Linked DNA regions of Arachis hypogaea: region 2 is linked to region 1. Evidence: chromatin contacts called from public Hi-C data. All regions are on one chromosome and are shown on one strand. Each heading gives the region's core, a stretch centred on a gene start, on an enhancer-like site or on the middle of the called end of the contact. The rest is flanking DNA. Distances are from core to core; before and after follow the strand shown. Region 1 holds the start of LOC112800895 (acid beta-fructofuranosidase). Region 2 has its middle 5.9 kb from the start of LOC112800896.

Region 1 (3,220 bases), core at 707-3,206:
AACTAAAACTTGAATCAAAGAACTAAATTGAAAAAGAAATGCTTAACAAAAATAAACAAAATAAATTAACTCTTAATACTCATATGCAAGTATTCTTAATACTCAGATGCACTTATATTTTATGATATTTTGGTACATTAGTGTGATTAAAAATTTGTAGAATTTTTAGTGTGATTTTATGTTATTGAATAGAAATTTCTTTTTAATTTGTTATTTTTCTATTTATAGAGTAGAAATCTTTTTTTATTGAATTTTTTTCTATTTCACCATTACAGTTTTTATTCTCTTCATTTTGACTTTTCTAGACTTCTAATTAATATTTGAATCAGTAAATCTCAGGTGGACACACGTGCCTTGTTGTCCAATTTTACTATTTTGATGTCAAAATTACTCATTATGGTCCAATTTTTACATGATTAGATTGATGTGCTTCATAATAATACCAATAAAGCAAGCAGATAATTATAGTTCGATTGGAGCTTAAATAACTTCGGATAAAATGATAACAATAATAATGTTATAATCTTATACAAAACAAGGTTATAACTTATAACTCAATAATGAATAAATAGTTTAGTCTTCATCCAAAGATGAAAATAAGGTATGTTCTAAACTCCTTTCATTTTAAGAAATCACTCAAATAAAAACGCTTAAAACGTTTTTTTAGATATATTTTAAAAATTAAAATTTAATACATACAATGATTAAATTATGTTATTTTTGTTAAAATTAAATTAGACAAATTAATTTAGCTAAAAAATCGATAAATTACAGCTTGAACCGGTCTAAATTAATAATTTTTATAAAAAATAACTATAATATCCCAATTACAAAAAATGACTAAAATACTACTATTATTATTATTATTATTATTATTATTATTATTATTATTATTATTATTAATTTGAGAATCCTAAATTGCAACCATTATCTTCTTTCTGTACTGTCATAGGATTAGGATTTAAGATTCTCAAAATTAAAAAATATATATATAATATGAGTATTTTAGTCATTTTCTATAATCAAATTATTGTAATAATTTTTTACTAGAAAAAGAATATTAATTTAGACCAGTTCAATGATTGGTTTACCGATTTTTCGATCAAATTAATTTATTTGATCTAATTTGACAAAAAAAAACGATTTAATTGATTTGTGTATTAAATTTTAATTACTAAAAAATATTTAAAAAAATATTTTAAACATCTTTATTTGAGTGACTCCCTTAATTTGATCAACAACAAAATTATAAGCTCATCATTTGCAAAATGGAAATATACTTTAACAGATCATCTTACAAAAATAAAATTTATATGATTAATTAATAAACATACACTTAATTTATTTAAATAGGTTGTGCTTATATTAATAAAACTCTATAATGATCAGCTCAATTTTTTTTTTTAATTTTACTTCTTCTTTTGATCTAAATATCTTCATCTAACAACTATATATATTTGTGTATATATGTAATATGCTATAATTAGGTGTTAAAAATACCGTCGGATAGTCTTTACCTATAATTGAGCTAGATTTTAATATATCTAAATAATTATATATATTATTTTGCAGTCCAAACTAAAATGAACCTATTAGAATAAAAAAAGTATTTCAAATATCAAGTTGCAATAATGTCATAACTCTTCTATATATTATATACATTGTAACGCTATTATTACTACTATTATATTACATAGACAGTCAATTGTTACAAGCTTCTTCTGTACCATAATATTAAATATTACATTATTTGAAAGGAACAGTAGAGAATTAGACTTGAAATTATTTTAAAAATTATTGAAGCAATTTTAGGAAATTAATCAAACAAAAGTTACAAAATTATCAATAATAAGAGACAGAAATGATTGGCATTGGAAAATTGTAGGGCCATCAAGCTCAATTATTATGTATTATTAACCAAAAAAGCGGTTCGATTTTCCCTCTCAGTTCCAAGTGGTTTGGAAATAATTACATCGAATGGCACATGTGAGGTCTATCCTGACAGACAGACTCTATAAATATTCGCATGTGGCAAATACGCTCTCATACTTGTCCAGTTCTGTTTTCATTGCCCAATTCATTATCATCATTTTTCTTTCCTTAGTTACCACCACACAATTCATATTGACTCATTAGCTTCGTTTATTTGATTATATCCAATGGGAACTTCTACTAATAATAACGACTCTTCTAATGATATTCCATGTTCTTACATTCCCGTGCCGGATAGCCTTGATGCGGCTGGGGCTATGGCAGAGCCGCGGAGACAGGTGAAGGGGTTGCTTGTGATCCTTTGTGGGCTTTTAGTACTTTTTTTATTGGTGGCCTTCAATGGGTCTTATAGGGGATCCAATAATGCGCATGAACAAGCGTCATTGGCAGTAGCATTAACCAGCATTGTTGACGAAAAATCTACATCATCAGAAACAGTGCCTTCTTCTTCAACATGGTCTCGCGGTGTGTCTGCTGGTGTGTCGGAGAAGTCCAACTGGCTTTTCAGCAGCAACAATGGTGAAATGTATCCATGGAACAATAGCATGTTGTCGTGGCAGAGAACAGCTTTTCATTTTCAGCCTGAGAAGAATTGGATGAACGGTATCTTCTTTTACTTTGACCGACTCATTCTTTTAAAAAACAATAAACAAAAAAATGAATCAGAAGGTTGTAAAAAGTCGTTATCATATAAAGTACAAAGCGGTTAACGTGGAAGTATATATAATTATATATATTATATATAAACAAAATTTACATAACTAATAGTTTTATAATCAATTTATAACTAATATAAGAAAACAAAATAACTAAATAAATAAATTAGATAAACTTTTTCTTATTACTGTAAAAGAAGAAGATTATTAATTATGGGAGCTACTCAAATGAAGATGCAAAAAACATCTTTTTATGAAGATGCTTTGTATAAAAGTGTGATTTATTGATTTGGCCACACTTCAAATAAAAACAACACTTTTATAACATATCAAAATCTAACCCTACACTCCATCATCTAAGGGTCAAAAAGAAAAATCATCACATGAAGACAATTATAATATCTTCATGGGAGTACCCACCATTAATTATATGTTAGTAGAGTACATGAGTACATATTTGTTAGTAAAGAAAGTGATTGAAGAAGTATTGACAGTTTGTAATAACTCGGAATAAAGATTAATTCCTAACAAAGAGCCTAGCTCAACTTCTTTATTTTTTAGACCTTCACTCC
Region 2 (3,359 bases), core at 468-2,967, 33 kb before region 1:
ATCATATTAAGTGACACATAACATAACAATATGATAAATTAATGTCACATGTCATAAGATTATTAGTTGATATATTAAGCGTATTATCTGACATGTTATAAATTTATTTAAAAAAATTAATCATTAAAAATATACATGTAAGTCATTTTTGTCCCTAAAATTTTAAAAATTAATTAAATTAATCCTTATATAAATCTTTCTTATTTTTTCTTCATAATATTAAATTTTTAGTATTTTCTAACATTACTAATTTTAATATCATATTTTAGACCTTAATAAACAAAATTTTTGTTACATAAAATAATTAAATTATTACAAAGTTATTTTATTATTTTATCATTTGTGTTCTAAAGTTTTATATTTTTAAATTTTAGTTTTTTTATAGTAATTTTTTTATTTAAATGATTTTATTAAACTATTATTAATTATATATTTAAAATTATTTTTTTGAATCTCATTAAATAAATATAATAGTTATTTTAAAATTTTAAATTTTTTAGACTTTTTAAATTTTATAATTTTTGTTATTATTTAACTTATGTGGTAAAGTCCAATAATTAAAAAATTAATTTATGAGATCACTCATTAAATCTTAATATCTTAATATAATTTTTTTAAAAAATATTATTACTACTTAATTATTGTCATTTTTTATGTCTTTTTTACTGTCAGATTTTTTTTCTTTTTTTTAAAGGTAATTGGGTAAAAAAAGTTTGAACTAAAGAAAATATAAAAAGATGAAAATGGGCCACTAGTGATAGGTTGAACTAAATTTTGAGATCTAAAAGATTAAAATTTTTAGTATATAATTAATAATAATTTGATAAAGTTTCACTAAAAATAACTAGAATTTGAAAATATAAAACCTAAAAATACAAATAAAAAAATAATTTTGTGATAATTTGATTATATTTATTATTTTACCTAAAAAAGTTTTGTTTATTAAGATATAAAAAATGAGATTAAAATGAGTAGAATTAATAAATATTATAAATTTAATATTATAAAGATTAAATATGAGAAATTTATATAAGGAATAATTTAATTATTTTTTAAAATTTTAGAAATAAAAATTATTTACATGTGTATTTTTAAAAAATAAATTGACTCTAAATAAATTTATAACATATCAGATAACAAGTTATGATATTAACAAATAATACATCATCATCTAATTAATAAAATGACTAATTTAATTTATATTTTATGTTTAGATACAAGGAAATAAATCTATTATTATTATTATATTATTATTATTATGTGAGATAGATTTAAAAGCATTATATCACAAATTTACATACATTATCTACTCACATGCCCAATATTTTTAAGGGTTCTTATCTACTACTTATTATTGTCAAAGTTTAAATTCAAATACAGCATAATAAGAGGCATACTAATGTGCTCTCACACTAGGTTTCACCTGCAAGTTTAAATGTTATATTACCCTTTCTTTGGATTTAATTTTTTTCAAAATTGATTAGGGATTTGACATAAGTTTGATGTGATAGACATAATGAAAAGAAGCCCAATTGAATTAGCAAATTCTTAGTCCAGTAATAGAAATGTTGGGTTCCTTCTGATAAAAGGGAAAAAGAAAATGAAGTCCCTATTAGTCACTGGGCCTCTTGCGAAACACTGTATTGTAGGAGTTGAAACACCAGATATCTCATGCTCGTGACGGAAAAAAAAGGGAAACACAAGATATCTCATATAAAGTTTTCTTCTACAAAAATATAAGAAAGAAGATATCTGATATTCAAATAAGACATGTAGTGTAGTATAGTATGTGTAAGTGTGTTGTATTGTAAAAGGCCAAAAAAAAAAGACATGTAGTCTGTTAAAAAAAAAAAGTTAAGACATGTGGGAGATCAAAAGGAAATGTATTATGTATTGTAAACCTTATACATCGGAGCATAGTTATCAAAACTGAATCGGTGAACTGATCAAACTACTAGATCATTGGGTTATTAGTTCAAGTGTTCAACCGGAGGTTACTGATTGAACTGATTGACCTAGTCCTATATAAATAAAAAATAAAAAATAATAAAAAATTTAAAATTAAAATTTAAAATACATATTTTTACTAATATTTTAAGAATATCTAATTATTTTAAAACAATATAGAATAGGAACAATAAGTATTTTGTTAATTTTACCTTATCATAAATATTTTTATTTTGTTTTATATTAAAATAACTATTATTTTCAAATTTTAATAATTTATTAATTAGTTTATATCTATTATACTATTATATACTACAAGTATTTATTAAAAAATAATATTAATAGATATTATATAATTATGAAAAGAAAAAATAAGTAAATTTATAATTATTGTTAAATAAAAATATAATTAATTTAAGAATGAGTGAATTTATAACTAAAATTAAAATAAATTAAATAGAAGTAAACTATTTGATAAAAGATATCTATATGTATTATAATTTGCATATATATTAACAAGAAACATGATAGCTCAGTGGCAAGTATAGTTATAAAAACCGAACTGGACCGGTTAGTTCGACTGAAAAACTGGTGAACTGTACCCTAAACTAATTTGATTTGCTACTTTAACCGTTTATGAAAGAGAACCGATATGAACCGGTAAGAACCGAAACAAATGGTCAAAATCGATGAAAACTGGTGCAAATTGGTCTATTTGAATCGGTCTGTTTGAAAAATTTTCAAAATGTCTCCACCAAGTTTTAAACCAAGACCCTTTAAGTTAAGGCAACTCACATTTGCTACTCAGCCATGATGCTTCTTAACATTATATATGACAAATGTTAATTATATAGTATACATTCAATTACATAATTTTATAGATATCTAATTTAACTTAATTTTGTATTCTTTATTTTTCAAGTTAATTATATTTTAATTATATACCATTATTAATATAAATATAAATTTCACTAAAAATTTATTAATCCGCTTGATCTATTTCAATGCTAGTATTGTGATTAAGGTTATGTGTTTTGATGTTAGTGTAAAAATCTACCAATATTATAGTTAGATGATAGACTTTGTGAATTAATTGTTATTTTATTGTATCAAATTAAGATACTATTGTATTATTACTGATAAATTTTATTTTTTGTTATATTAGTTATTTTTATAATTTGAGACTTGATTCTTCATAAATATTAGTGAAGATATGTATTTCAAATTTTAATTTTAAGCTTTTAACTATTTTATATTTTTTATTTATGTGACACCGATTTTACCAGTTTAACCAGTGATTTATCGGTTGAACCAATAAACAAATGAACCAGTAGCTTGACCGATTCGATCACCGGTTCGATTCTGACAATTATGGTGGCAAGAAAGGACATTTTTCTCACAAAAGACAAGGG

The links. Hi-C and Micro-C count contacts between places; a contact is called where the count stands out from the background.
Region 2: a contact with region 1 is called in a Hi-C map of leaf, with 2.9 times the contacts expected there. The contact joins the enhancer-like site here to the promoter of LOC112800895 in region 1. A contact is called at or near these places in 2 of 8 Hi-C or Micro-C datasets (both in leaf).

The regions. Positions count from the first base shown.
Region 1 is chr5:14,011,962-14,015,181 of arahy.Tifrunner.gnm2.J5K5, reverse strand. It overlaps LOC112800895 (acid beta-fructofuranosidase), which reads left to right and starts at 1,956. Exons shown (of 3, transcript XM_072236740.1): 1 at 1,956-2,595. The coding sequence starts at 2,160.
Region 2 is chr5:14,044,714-14,048,072 of arahy.Tifrunner.gnm2.J5K5, reverse strand. No RefSeq gene overlaps it. Among protein-coding and RNA genes, the nearest start is that of LOC112800896, 5.9 kb to the left of the region's middle. Within about 2 kb of position 1,717, at least 2 of the 3 cell types and tissues checked have open chromatin away from gene starts, as enhancers often do.